2 separate regions of the Bicyclus anynana genome follow, and region 2 is linked to region 1. A link is a contact called in public Hi-C data. All regions are on one chromosome and are shown on one strand. Each heading gives the region's core, a stretch centred on a gene start, on an enhancer-like site or on the middle of the called end of the contact. The rest is flanking DNA. Distances are from core to core; before and after follow the strand shown. Region 1 overlaps LOC112050048. Region 2 holds the start of LOC112050044 (eukaryotic initiation factor 4A).

What was found. Hi-C and Micro-C count contacts between places; a contact is called where the count stands out from the background.
Region 2: a Hi-C map of whole larva shows a contact between it and region 1, with 6 times the contacts expected there. The contact joins the promoter of LOC112050044 here to the enhancer-like site in region 1. A contact is called at or near these places in 2 of 2 Hi-C or Micro-C datasets (whole body and whole larva).

Annotation. Positions count from the first base shown.
Region 1 is chr3:7,248,626-7,256,302 of ilBicAnyn1.1, forward strand. It overlaps LOC112050048, which reads left to right. Exons shown (of 15, transcript XM_024088172.2): 13 at 2,213-2,400. Among protein-coding and RNA genes, the nearest start is that of LOC112050049, 49 kb to the right of the region's middle. Within about 2 kb of position 4,711, at least 8 of the 8 cell types and tissues checked have open chromatin away from gene starts, as enhancers often do.
Region 2 is chr3:7,300,148-7,307,824 of ilBicAnyn1.1, forward strand. It overlaps LOC112050044 (eukaryotic initiation factor 4A), which reads left to right and starts at 2,870. Exons shown (of 8, transcript XR_002887128.2): 1 at 2,870-3,098; 2 at 3,546-3,924; 3 at 4,071-4,285; 4 at 4,557-4,704; 5 at 6,673-6,804; 6 at 7,460-7,677. LOC112050049 (profilin) reads right to left here and starts at 930. Exons shown (of 4, transcript XM_024088173.2): 1 at 715-930. The coding sequence starts at 825.

The sequences.
Region 1 (7,677 bases), core at 3,461-5,960:
TCATCTACATACTATATGATATCCACCGTGAGAACCGGATGACATTTGTAATTTGTATCATAGTATGTGGATGACATTTTGTCAATTGATTTGTTTTTTATTTTGATGGATTGATAATAAAGACCAAAATAGGAAATAGGCCAACTGATCACACGAAACACATCGGACCGGTCCCATCCTCTAAGTAAAGTAGGGCGTATCTAGTGAATATGAGACTCGGACCTTGGAATTTAAATAGAAATAACCTTGTTTTTAGTTCTGTGGACCTCACCTTAGCGAATAGAGTATCCAGGAGACGTTAGCGTTATGTTCCGTTACGCTCTTCTAGCCCTCACCTCGACTCTGTCAGAGCTTCTACACTCTCCCAAACACTCCAGTGACACACAGTCAAAAACAGCATCTATTCCGTCACTCTCATAGTCTGATTCAACTGCATAGGGTTACAACCTAAATCGTATAGAGATATAGTCAAAACCTTTACAGATGAACATAAAATTGGTTTTTAAAAATAATTTTATTTCATATACAAAATTTACATTGATTTTAAAAATACATAAAAGCTGACCGAAATTAAAACCAAAAATCAAAAAAAATATATATAAATAAGAATGAAAGCAGAACTAGAATTAAAATCAGAAACGCAGAAAACTACGCAACATCTTTTTGCAACAGTGTTTTGTAGATATTCAGAAAAGTATATTTCTTTGTGAGTTGTGACAATAAACTTTAAGATTTACACATTCTTTATTTATACCTACTCGTAGTAGGTAAAATAAATTTAAGAGCATAAATTATGCTTTGCACGAGTCACACGCCTCTAGCACACCGCTCGCATCATAAATATACATTCATGGATGTTTGCAACAATGTTTAACATCCGGCCTTTACATTTTCCTACAAAGTCCTTAGTAATCTTCCTACTGAGCGCCTATAGCATTTTATAAACTATTAGATTAGATCACTATTCAATGAATAAAACTTTCTCGTCTTTTCCATTCTAATTACTCGTACTCTTTGATTCAAAGCTCGTATATGATATTCCCATCCGGGGACACAACACTCGAGGCATGGCATAGGAGCGTGGTGGTTCTGTTCTTAAAAACGTAACTATTAATTACCTTGCTAAGGAATTAGGGCCATTTTGTTGTCGAGTCATGTCTACAAGTAGTTCTCGAGAGTCGCCTCGAGAGTTTAGGAATCGCCTCGTCATAGGTATACTCCGAGCCTCCCGAACAAGCCGGTTTCCGAGCAGGCTTTAGTACCATAGACCACATCCGTACCCGTAGTATAACCCGTCACTTTGCTTAGCGTTTGTGGACTATGAGAAAGCCTTCAATTCGGTGAAAATGGCTGTGCTGAGGACTTTTCAGAAACGCCGAATGGGCTACAGTAACATCCAAGTGTTAAGATGTTTATACAAAAGCTCCACTATGTCAGTCCGATACAGGATCAGACAACGAGGCCAATCCAATTGCAGCGAGGAGCGAAGCAGGGAGATGTAATATCCCCGAAGCTATTTACTGCTGCATTGGAAGACGTCTTTAAGCTTCTGGACTAGAACAAATTTGGCATCAACGTCAATGCCGAGTACATCACTCAACTACGGTTTGCCGATGATGTGGTCATTATGGCAGAGACTCTGGATAATCTTAGTACGATCAACGATCTCAGCAAAATTTCTCAACTACCTACCTTACCTACCTTACCTAACCTAAAAATTAACATAAGTAAGACGAAGATCATGTCTAACGCTCATGTACGGCTCCACCCAGTTATTATTGAGTGAGAGTCCTCTATGCGCTAGGTATGTATATTCGTCTACAATTTCGAGCGCAGAAAGAAAAGAAATAAAACTTCTTGAAATTGGACCTACCTAACTGGATTGTGTAGTCCAGTTAGGTAGGTCCAATTTCAAGAAGGAGATGATCCGTTAAATCCGAGACTTGGTAGAAGTGATTACTTTATTAGAAGGCTCAGTAACTTTGAGAGCCTAATTTAATAAAGTAATCACTGCATCAGCGGAGCGAGTTATCCTTGTAGTTTCTCTGCGAGATCGGATCAGAATTAATGAGGAGATCTAGTAAAATGTACAAGATTTTTAGTACATTTTTCATTTCTGTATCGTTCTGAAAAGTGGGCCCAATTTCGGACATCTCTGTTTACGTAAAGGAAATGAAAGTTTTGTGGTATTATTATTAACTTTTTGTTACAGGCCGGCTTCAACAGAGCACCTCGATAGAATAACAACATCGTCGAAGATAGCGGCGGACATCCCGGTACAGTGGGAAAACTCTGCCGCACGCAAGCCGCTGACGCTGCCGCCGAATTTGACGCCGAAGTTCTTCCAAAAGTCTCCAAGAGAAGCCCTACGAAGAGTTACAAGTCTATTAATACGAAAAGGTAAGCGTTAGATAATTTTTTCTATCGTAATTTAAAATAAGCAATTTAGGAACAAGTATTATTCCAAAATAATTTCCATTTCACAACTTTTCAGTTGTGTGCATTTTAAAAAATTAAATATCACGTGTCTCAAACGGTGAAGGAAAACATCTTGAGGCTTTCCTCAACCTGCACACCAGATAATTTCTTGATTCTCTGCGTGTGTGAAGTCTACCAATCCGCATTGGGCCAGCGTGGTGGACTACTGGCTTAAGCTCTTTCATTCTGAGAGGAGACTCAAGCTCAGCAGAGAGACGAATATGGGTTGATAACGAATTTCCAAAGATCCTGGTGATTATGATTGATGAAGGTTTTTTTAACTTGGCTGTTATTTTGGTACATTGATTACTTTTGTAATTAAACCAGATGTGCTATTATAAATAGTACCTATCTTGAATAATATGATATGTAATATTTATATTTATACTAATATTATAAAGAGGTAAAGTATGTGGTTTTGTAGAGAGTAATCTCTGGATCTACTAAACCGATTTTGATGACGGAAGGAAACTTGTTAGGGGGAGGATGAAAATCCACACCCCTTTCGGTTACGACACGACATCGTACCGAAACCCAGGACCTCCATATTGTAAATCCACCGCGCATACCACTGTGCCACGGAGGCCGTCGTAGTAGTAATATGTAGTACATAATCGTTAATACATACAAGTACATGACTGACTAGATGAGATATTCATATGATTAATTGGTTCGTACGGTCATGCCACTCCCACCAATCTCGTCAGACTAACCAAATAAATGATGGCAAAATGTATAATAAGATCTCACGTCATCGTATTACTACTCGCTGATATGCGTCGATGCCGAATTCTTTCCATACGCTATTTAAAATACCTACCTATCGCCCACATTTGTTTCTTGATTGTATTAAATCCGCTTCAAATGGATGTTTACTTTGACTATATATAGTTCTACTAATAATTTTTAGATTTTTTGAAATGCACTCTGCAACCTGACCACCGGTTGCTTGGACACACAAGTGTTCCACAACGGGAGTGCTGGATTTTTTTTTACTTCTCTATAGCAATCTAATAGTGTTGCGTGTTTTGTATTATATTTTGTACTTATAAAAGTATAAACATTGTTAAATTAAAAAAAGAAGTGTAAGTAAATAAATGGGAGATTTAAAAAAATGGTTAAACAATGACCTCGCAATTTTGAATTTTTCCAACTGTCACGCCGCAGCCCGCAAACTGTAAAGTCTGTGACTCTATGGCGATCATTAGTGTCACTCTCCACAAATAGATGGCGCTACCGTACACATTCTTAGCGGTCTAGTAGGATTATTTTATTTTATCAGAATATTGTTTCACATTTTTATTTATGTTATCGTGACATACATTTGAACGTAAATATACGCAGTATAGTATAATGTACATTACATTCAATCCACGCTTGCAACGGTACCCTACCTTACACTTATTTAATAGGTGCAAGACGTAGGCAATAAAAAAGCACAATTTGGGTATTTTTAAATTCTACCACATATATGTAATCAATAATTTATAATTTTATATATTTGGAAATTACGATCCGTATCAAATATTAATAGTTCCTTCGTAAGCACCGCGGTAAATTATTTTTATAAATTAATATAAAATTCTAAATTAGTGGCCCTAAGGTGGGAATCGAACCCAGGACCTTGTTGAGAACATATTATCACTACTAACTTGTACCAGAGAGGTCGTCGACATAATCAGTGGCGGCTTTACAAATTTTCCGCCAGTAGGCTATAAGTAGGTACATAATACCCTACTACTACTAGGCCCCTACTAGTATATTTTATAGCGATTTAGTAATTTTTCATATAGGTAGTATACCTGAAGGTGCTAGTGTTTAGTAACAATGCAGATGCTAGAGTGTCACGAAAACCAAGACTTGTATTCTCTATGCATACTATGTTTTTTCATTATTTCTGTAAGATGAACATTTTTGGTCCCAATTTGCCGCCCCTAAAATGTGCCGCCTTAGGCTCCAGCCCATTATACTGCTGGTAAATCCACCACTGCGACTTAGGTATGTAGTTACTTATAGTACACAGCAAACCATTTGTGGATTCAAATATGTGCCTAATGTTATTGTTCCAATCTAAATAATAAGCCTACGCGTCCGTCCCGCGGAACAATAACACAATTTAAGGCGCTAACAATCGTTTGGAGGACCTCAAAAGTTCGGCTGCACAATAGCATCCAGTACACAATAGCGATTCAGTTACCTGCGACATCAATATGTGCATAATAGTCCGCGTGCAGTGAATCAGCCGGCGCCGTCAGTCCCCTGCCGGCTTCTCGTGACTCACCCGAGCGCGAGGGAGGATGTCAGTACACCATCTACTTATCTATCTACAAGTATACTTACTTTAATAAAAGAGTGGGAATTGAATGTCTGTACTGTATTTAAATTGGCATTAATTTAATTGGTGCTATAGAAGAGTAGCGAAGTACAAAAATTTTTTTTTTTTTTATTATTCTACGTAAATATTTAACGGATTTTCATGTAGCTTACACAGTAGATAGCAATAAAGGTTAATCGGGAGTATTTCGCATACTTTCAAGGTGTTCAAAAATATTTATAAATACATAATCACACGAAGTCATAAGCGCCATGTCACGTTTTCAATTTCACACGATGTTACGTTTTGTGCATCATAGACAATACGATCATGATTTGACGAGGATATAGATGTTAATTGATCTTATTTTAACGCATTAATTAATTTAACATCAGCAAACGCGCATCAGCCCTTATTATTGATAAAGACACTAACTATAAAAAAAAAACATAAAAATAAAGTCAAAGTCTAAATTTATTTATTAAAAATAGGCTTATTTAACAAGCTCTTTCGAAACGTCAGGTAATAATATTAAACTTAAGATAATAGTGATAATAATCATTCGAAAACTTAAAATTAAAGTTACGAGGGTTCCAAATGCGCCTTGGTCCGAGAAGAGCCCACAGCAAACTCAGCCAGGTTTATCCAAATATGAAATACAAGACACAAATAATAATTCTGTCCCAGTAAAAGATCATAAAACAAAGTTTAAACATCGAATTAAAGTGTTGTGTACAGAAAGCGTATGGTCACAAACCGGTCGCGACCAAAGATGGCAACCGGTCGGGCTTTGAGGCCGGCGGTCGCGGCGCCCTACATTGACCAGTCGGTACAACTACAATCCCACCTCTCATAGAAATGCTCATTACTCATATACCTACTACGTTGGGTTATAATCTTTAATCCGAATGATGTGCAACTTTCTCTGCAACACCTACTGTAAAAACTTTCATCGAGATTGAATTAGGTACACATACCTATTACTTCTCAGAAACAGTCGGAATTCTTTGGTACGGTGCCAAAACTCATTTAAGAGAGTAAAAAGTTTCACTCTATGTAAAAAGTAAACTAAAAATATTGTTAAGGTACAAATAAGACTGTTTTTCAATATTATGTGTTTCCTATTGGGAAATGGGAAATGTAGGGAGGTACAAAAGTCAAAAATCAAAACATCGTCTATCCTAATGTCGTCATGCAGTCATCGGCCTAAGAAACGCAATTGACATTTTAATTTAGGAACAAATTCATATAGCTTAAAAATACACGAAAGCACTGTTTTTGCACGGCCAATGTTTTTAAGTGCAACTTGTAAATTACACATAAATTATTAATTTTAATAATATTAACATTACATAACAACTAAAACAGTTAGGTTTATATATTATGCAATCAGTAACCTGCAGTCATTTTCCTTAGCCGGTTAAAAGGTAAACAACTCTAAAAAAAATTAATTCTAGAACACGTTTGTGAGTGACGCCCTTCGCATAGCGCTTAAAACGTTTTTACTGCGAAAAAATTAAACTGTAAATGGAAGTAAATATTAATAAAAAAAGGAATGTTCCTCGGCAAAAATATGAGAATTCATGCCCTCAGTATTGCCAGTCATTGCCATATTGCCAGTAAAAAAACACTGATAAAAAGGGATAACCCATTGCCCACCGACTAATACAACGTCGACCCCGGGAACCCAGGTATACCCCCGTATAAAAATATATGGAAATGGTAATATGATGTATAAATAAGGATCTGGTTCAATAATTAACATAATAAAAGTATGTTTCTTGAAGAAAAAAACATTTTTTACCGCTCAAATGTTCGCTAGTGTACCAAAACAGCGAGGAAACATTTAAAGCTGAATTATTATTATTTTTGTATTATTTTCTTATTACCAACAAGCTTAACAAACAAGAAACTGAACAAATAAACCAATCATAAGTCTTCCAAAAATGTCAAAGAATCAGGCTGTTTATTGAACGATCTTTGCTTGTAATTAAAGATGAATTAAAAATGTCATATGTCGTAAAACGTTGTAGCAAACTTTTTTTTTTGATAAAGTAATGGTCTCATTATTATAGTAGAACTGTCAAGATTTTTTTAATTATTCTAAATTGCCGAGTGGTTAGGGTAGGCCAGGGACGGGGATGGGCATTCCCTTATAAGGTTCTTTAGAGAAGGTTTGCCACGAAGCGGTGTCTGGGGACTTGGCGAAATGATTTATTTTAGTAGGTATCCCGTAGAAAATATACTTTAAAAAATATCCCTATTATACCTGGACAATTGAGGATCTAGAATTCTGGACCTTGAAACCTACAAAAGCCATCAAATTCCATAACTGTCTACTGTATGTAGGTACCTACTAGGTATTTACATATAATATGCTAGAAGTAAGTATGTTTAGCTGTCGCAAGCTCTTTTAATGCATCGTACATTCAAAACGTTAACCTCGTAGAGTTTATACATAATATTATGTATTTATAATATGTACCAACTATTAAACCGCCTTTGTTCTTATTTGAAAGCGATAACAAAATTGATAACTCGATATTGCATCGATAGTCAGTTTTATCATTTGAAATCATCCATTTCGAACAGTCTACAACTTATGCTGTGCCCACACAATCTATTATCGGTGACGTGTTGGAAATGTCATGAGTATAGTTATCGTTAACGTAAACAATTTATAGCTAGAATTCAGTTAAATGTTTAAAAAAAAAATATTTACGTTAACAAAATTGTTATTATTATTATCTACGTAAGTTTGTCAGTACAAAGTACATATTGAACCTATCGATTTCATATAAGTACCTATGTACAAAGTGCAGTCTAATCAAATACATAGCTACATAGTTGTAGTATTTTAAAAGGAAATGCGCTGACGTAATATG
Region 2 (7,677 bases), core at 1,620-4,119, 50 kb after region 1:
TCTGCCCAGCCGGGGATCGAACCCAGGACCTCCGTTTTGTAAATCCACCGCGCATACCACTGCGCCACGGAGGCCGTCAAATTTGTCAAATTTATTAATTTATTGCTTATGTAGATTAAATATTATTTAGTGTACTGGCTACAGATTTGTCACTGATACTTTAAATTAACATCAATTACATTCAGGGATTGGGGCTTAACGAAAAAATCAATAATTTCACTTCAATTTGAATTTTAGTGATGAGTCATAGGATAACAGACGAAATTCATTCCTATTAATATCAAGAGATACTTTAGAGCTAGATATCGTAAGAATGGCTGGGTGGTGTATTTAATAGTGAAATATTTTAGGAATATATCTGTCAAAGGCGTCGGCGACGTGTGACCGTGACCAAGTACCGGCCGGCAATTCTTATCAACAGTCAAATACAAAGCTTATGTTCCATTATAGTTGTCCAATTTCTCAGAAGTCCTGATAACGTTTTTTGCAATTGACCCTAAACAGATTAATTAACACGTAAAAGGGCTTAATTCGAATCCAATCTCAGCAAGATTGCTAGCACATGTCGCCATCTTGTCAACTTGCCGGATTCGTCATCCATCCATAATTCAACCTCTAGGGCACTTAGCACAAAGAACCACACATAAACTCAGTTCCACAAAGAAAAATTTGAGTAATTTCACTAGCCACTTATTTATATAACAAGAAACTTACATCGAAGCCTTCCGACTTGGCCCAGACATTTCCGTCGTGACCGGCAATCGCAGCTTTAGAAACACATCTGGATGCAATTAACTGTTTATCGACATAATCTTGCCAGCTCATTTTGATTGAGTTCTTTATAAATTAAAACTAAACTTTTCTAAACCACAATCTAGACCTCGCAACGAGCTAACGCTCCACACGAACAAAAAGCACTGCCGTTTCAAAATGGCAGCGCACTCAACACGACAGGAAGTTCAATGCTACCAACCTTCAGATCTTTACAATGCGTTCATTATAATTTCTAACTTAACTTATGTCAGCTGCTGACGATCAAGTAATCTCACATGCCTGCAGCACTAACGGCTTAACGTCCGATAAAACTGATTGCGTGTTGGTCGCGATGTGCATGACATCATGCCGATTGCAACATAAAAAGTAGAGAAGTTTTTTCCAGGAGTACATTTATAACACCTCTTACTAACGTAACGTTATTATTTACAGAGTTACTTACACATTTACAATTTTAGCATGGATTTATATACTATAAAAAGCGGACCCGGTCCAGCTTCACTTTAATCTATGTGCACTTCTTCTCTACCCCTACCCTACCCTACTCCCATCCTACACCTTCCGTACCCTACCCTACTCCCATCCAACATGTACCCTACACTACACTACTCCTATCCTACTCCTACACTACTCCCATCCAACACCTACCCTACCCTACCCTACTCCTACTCTACCCACCACTACCGGACCTCTTCCCTACCCTTAAAAATCCTACCCACCCCGCTACTATTACGAATCGTTTGTATAGGATAGGAGTACAGTGTTATTTTTAGACTTCTTTTATTTATTGTCATTTTTATATAACACAAATCTTGTTCTAACAATAACGAATACATAAAACCCAGAAATATCCAATTACATACATTTCGAAGATCCATTTTTATTTACATAGATATTCTTAAACATAATGTACCAATTTAAATATTTTTAAATTTCACTTTTAATATTTTTAATTAATTAATACACAACTCTACAAAAAAAAACAATATTTTTCTTATTTTTTACTGCCCATATCTCTACGCGCGTTTCTGGCAGTGCAGTCGACTTGATCGTCGGTTGCAAGCGTTACAATTCATAAATTGATAATGTTTGCGAATGTAAAAAATAAACGATGTATACTGTAACAACAAATACATATTTAAATATTTATTAGTTGTAGTTTTATTAGTCGCTACAACAAATAAATATTTAAATATTTATTTGCTGTAGCGATCTTTATAAGCTACGTTCCAGTAGCTTTTCCCGTTCCATATGCTTGCTAGCGTTGCAATCATAAACTCTATTTCGCAAGTAAATTAGAATACTATATTTAGCAAACTCAGATCTGGATTAAAAAAATAAGATAACCAATGTTTAACAAAGGGTAGATTCACAATATTTGTCAGGATAATAGGGATGGCAACTGTCAAAGTGGCGTTTATAAATGGTTAATTTATAGCAGGTTTTTGTATGGGAAAAATTAGAAAATAATTATAATGACGTTCTGTGCTGTTCCAAAATACAAATCAATTGGATTACTTACATAGAATTATACGTCCTGATTCACTCAGGTCACGGTTACCCCCTCCCGAATGGCCCTCTAAGCCGAGGTCCGAGTCTCATGGGAAACGCCCTTGGAGAGTCGTTCCGTCCCCTATCTTTCTTTCAGCCTTCGGGTCTCATCAGGCGATGCTCTTGCGCTCGGTGACGCAGTAGTGGTTCCGTAGGGAGCTATCGGCACCTACTCAGATTTAGCTAGTTAATTCATGTCGACCGTCTTTCTGGGTTCTTCGGAATCATAAAGGGGGTTTGGTTTTCTATTCTATTCTATTATTGCTATCGCTATCGCTCGGTCCAGCCGTTTAGCCATGAAAAGGTAACAGATAGACAGACATACTTACGTTCGCATTTATAATATTAGTATGGATTATGGAACGGTTCTATGAGTATTTTGGTGTATGGACGTTCTGATTGCCAAGTGAAACGTAGCCATATAGCCGCGTTCAACTTTAATTTCTTGAAGTTTATAGACAATATTATATAATCTGTACAATAATCTATAATATACTCTGTTCCAGAGCTGCGGCTTCTACTTCCGTAAGCCGTCGTTTTATTTCCAATAATTTTAGTATTACTCATCTTCGTGTTCAAAAGGATCCTAGTTAAATTTGAAGTGCTTAATAATTTTGTTATATTATTTTAAAATTCATATAATACAGTCACGTACATTAATTAAATATTTCTTGTTCTAATAAAAAAAGCTTTTGCTAAACTTAACTTGACCTTGCTAGTTCTTTTCCGTTCAGCTACCGCGATTGGAACATGTCTTATTCACCTGAAAGAAGGTAAGTTACGTTTTTTGTGTTAATAAGCCTTGTGTTTAATTGAAGTTTATGAAAGAAATTACGTGTTATTGATCAAATTTGTATATAATTTTCCGTAATAGTGGTTTTCAAGCCATTTCATTAAATACTGTATATTCTGCACGATCTCGGATTGCCAACATGGCGCTGGAAGAATAGTATTCCTAGTCCGGCTTTGTGCACGTGTTTTGCTAATGTATTTTAAACTTTATGACCGTAACCTTTGCATTAGTTAATATAGAGTTTGTAATTTAATTTCTGACATACTTTTAATGATTTCAACAAAGGGCGTATAGCTTATTCAACGAAATGTCATTTGACAGTTGTACTCTAATGATTTTTGCCTATTCATTAGGTGTAACTTGCGATGGCGCACTAACATGGTTCTACATATATTATTAGAAGTGATGTATTATTATTGATTTTCAGATCGGAGGATTGGCCGGAGGATCCTAAAAATGGGCCGTCGAAGGATCAAGTCAGCTTCGATGGACCCCCGGGCTTGGAACCCGGCGGCGCGCTCGACACAAACTGGCATGAGGTCGTGGAAAGCTTTGATGACATGAAGCTGAAAGAAGAGCTTTTGAGAGGAATTTACGCCTACGGTTTTGAAAAGCCTTCGGCCATCCAGCAACGCGCGATTATGCCTTGCATCCAGGGCCGCGACGTTATAGCTCAAGCCCAGTCGGGAACTGGCAAAACTGCCACTTTCTCTATTTCTATTCTACAGCAAATTGACACCACTGTTCGCGAGTGTCAAGCTCTTATTTTAGCCCCAACTAGAGAGTTGGCCCAACAGATCCAGAAGGTAACACTTCATTATTTTTTGTGATTACTTTTATTGATTGGTTTCAAAAGTAAATATGAATGATGAAAGTTATGATGAAGTTTTTATATTCAATGATTTGAAGATGTTTGCTGGTTACAGCTCACAAACATAACTTTAAATTTTAGGTGGTGATAGCTCTCGGCGATCACTTGAATGCCAAATGCCATGCTTGTATTGGTGGTACTAACGTGCGTGAAGATATCCGCCAGTTGGAGAGCGGTGTTCACGTGGTAGTGGGCACCCCTGGCCGCGTGTACGATATGATAACTCGCCGCGCTCTCCGTGCCAATACAATCAAGTTGTTTGTGCTTGATGAAGCTGATGAGATGTTGTCCAGAGGGTATGTATCAACATTATCAGCATATTTTATAGTATAGACCCCTTAGAGATTAGACATGCAACACTTTCAATGCAAATTATTGGGTTATAGGGATATATGTATATTTCTGTGTATAACTTTTGAAATTTACAATAATATAATGTCATGTACTTATTTTTTGACTCAATCTTTTAAAGCTGATTCAATTAACACCAAATCGGTCAATTTGTGTATTTATATTGAAAATGTTAGTGAGTTATACATTTTACTTACACACAACTCAACATTTCAGGTTCAAGGATCAAATTCACGATGTATTCAAGATGCTGTCTGCGGATGTGCAGGTCATTCTGCTGTCAGCTACTATGCCAGATGATGTGCTGGAGGTGTCCAGGTGTTTCATGAGGGAGCCTATTCGCATCCTTGTGCAAAAGGAAGAGGTGAATACTCATTCATCCTATCTATACTAATATTTTAAATGCGAAAGTAAGTCTGTCTGTCTGTCTGTCTGTTAGGAACCTTTTAAACAGCTAAATGGCTGAACTGATTAAGATGAATTTTGGTAAAGGGAATGGTAAATGGGATCTTGGAGCAAAACATAGGGTAAAATAAAAAAATAGAAGGGGATGAAATAGGGGTTGAAAACTTGTATGAAAAGCTCTTCATTTTTAGAGTTGTAGTTTTAAAAAATTGTTCATAAATTGAAAAAAAATACAAGATATACGTGATTCAAGACTTTAAAAAAGATCCTAAAGTGGTGAAATAGGTGTTGAAAGTTTACATTGTTTTCCAAACAACTTCCAAACTTTGTTGTTTGACAAAGACGCTGGGGTCCACTAATACAGTGCTTGCCACAAATATTTGTGTTTGTGAAGTTAGCACAAATGACTGCGCAATAAATCTATAACGGTATAAATGGCGCGGGCGGGGAGTGTTTGCGTTTGCACGAATGTGCATTCTGCGCATTAATCATTCTGCAGCTAACTTCACAAACATAAAGATCTGTGGCGAGCATTGTATGTACTATAAATGCCAAAGTTTGTATGTATGGGTGTTTGTTACTCTTACAAAAACTGTTGATTGAATTTGGCTGAGTAATAAAGATATAAATTATACCCTGGAATAACATAGGCAAATTTCTGACCTGGAGAAATCTGTGGTTACTGCTGGATTTGTAAAAAAAATTAATTTTGTGCTGATGAACTTGGTGTCTTCTAGTATTCTAATAATGCTACTTACGTTTATAAACTAGTTGGTGCCTCGTGCATAGCTGCTGCTGCTTTTTAACTAATTGATTTTTTTTTTATATCACTATTGATAATGCACATTACATTCAAAATATTTGTTGTTTATTATGACCATATAAACTTCTGACTAGTGTAAGCATAAAAAAAAATAAGTTAAATCACTGGCAGTGCATAAAATAGAAACATACATTGGTGTTTAATTTTTATGTATAACATGTATGATTTAAATGTTTATAATGTTAGGATGTTTATTACTTATTCAAAATAATATATATAACAGCTGAATGAATGCAATTTGACATAATATGCAGCTAGATTATGGTTTTGTTTTATAATACATATAATTGATTATGCACACATGTTTGCCAAGTTATTGATAATCTCAAACCATATATCAATAATAATCAGTGATTTCTTTGCAATTTCTGCAGGTAGATTTAGCTTAACAATAAAAACTTAGGTTCTGTTCCATTAAAAGGGATGTAGGACATATTATGAGCAAATTTATCTGATATATCTCCTTGGAGAAAGCCAACTGACTGCAAAATAAATTTTACATATCCTAAATAATGAAAAATTATATGAGGAAATGTATTTCTATAAGTAAAATTGTTCTCCTTGGATAAATTGAATATTACATTACTGATTATAACCATTGGGTTTTCTACGTTATATTTTATCTCCTTAGTTAAAGATCACTTCATTGAATTGAAATTATAAATCTTATCAAGCCTAATCTTTTGGTAGATTATTCGAAATTCACCATGTTTTTCAAGTATGCAAGGACAAAGTGTTAGTAGTATACAGTTTGTAGTAAGCCTTGCTTATTCTGCGGCCAAGCAGGATTGCTGTGTTCCGGGAATTAATGCTGGAATGATTACAGGCACTTGAGGCTTAAGACCTACATTGTAGCTTGATACATAGTGGCCTTTTGTACGACATATTCCTTGCACCAAGTATAATGTTTCTCAGTTTGTAGGCAACCGTTTTCCACTTACCATTGGGTCAACCAATCCATTTGGTCCTTTAATTTATAAAAAAAAAATAATAATAATATCGTACTGCGGTGGCGTCAAAACTAGTCGGGCATACTCAGACATTGTATGACGTGAGTTTGAGATTTAGTAAACATTGCTTATATTGTTTCTTTTTCTGTTCTAGCTAACATTGGAGGGTATCAAACAGTTCTTCATCTCCATTGAGCTGGAAGATTGGAAGTTGGACACTCTCTGTGACTTGTACGACACATTGTCTATTGCTCAGGCTGTAATTTTCTGCAACACCCGCCGCAAGGTAACATATATTCATTAATACATGAGAACTAACTGTTTATTATTACTAAAAGCAAAATGACCTTGTAGTGATTCACTGTAAGATTAAGGCTACTCTATGCTATTTATAAGCCTAACAATAACCTTGCTACGCTGTATATGGCAAACAGTATACATGCTTGATATCATTTAATTTAATAATTGTGTGCACTAGTGTGCACTTCATAATGCGTGCCACTGGTTGTGTGGACGCATTTTTGACGGCCTCTGTGGCGCAGTGGTATGCGCGGTGGATTAACGAGACGGAGGACCTGGGTTCGATCCCTGGCTGGGTTTTCTTAATTGGTCCAGGTCTGGCTGGTGGGAGGCTTTCAGCCGTGGTTAGTTACCACCCTACTGACAAAAACGTGCTGCCAAGCTATTTAGTGTTCTGGTATATTGTTTTGTAGAAACCGAAAGGAGTGTGGATTTCATCCTACTCCTAACAAGTTAGCCCACTTCCATCTTGGATTGCATCATCACTTACCATCTGGTGAGATTGTAGTCAAGGACTAACCTCATCCTACTTCTAGCAAGTTAGCCTGCTTCCATCTTAGATTGCATTATCACTTACCATCAGGTCAGATTGTAGTCAAGAGCTAACTTGTAGAGAATAAAAAAAAAAATTCTGGTTCCAGGTGGACTGGCTCACGGAGTCGATGCACGAGCGCGACTTCACCGTGTCGGCCATGCACGGAGATATGGACCAGCGCGAGCGCGAGGTGATCATGCGCCAGTTCCGCACCGGCTCGTCGCGCGTGCTTATCACCACTGACCTGCTGGCGCGCGGCATCGACGTGCAGCAGGTCTCGTGCGTCATCAACTACGACCTGCCCACTAACCGCGAGAATTACAT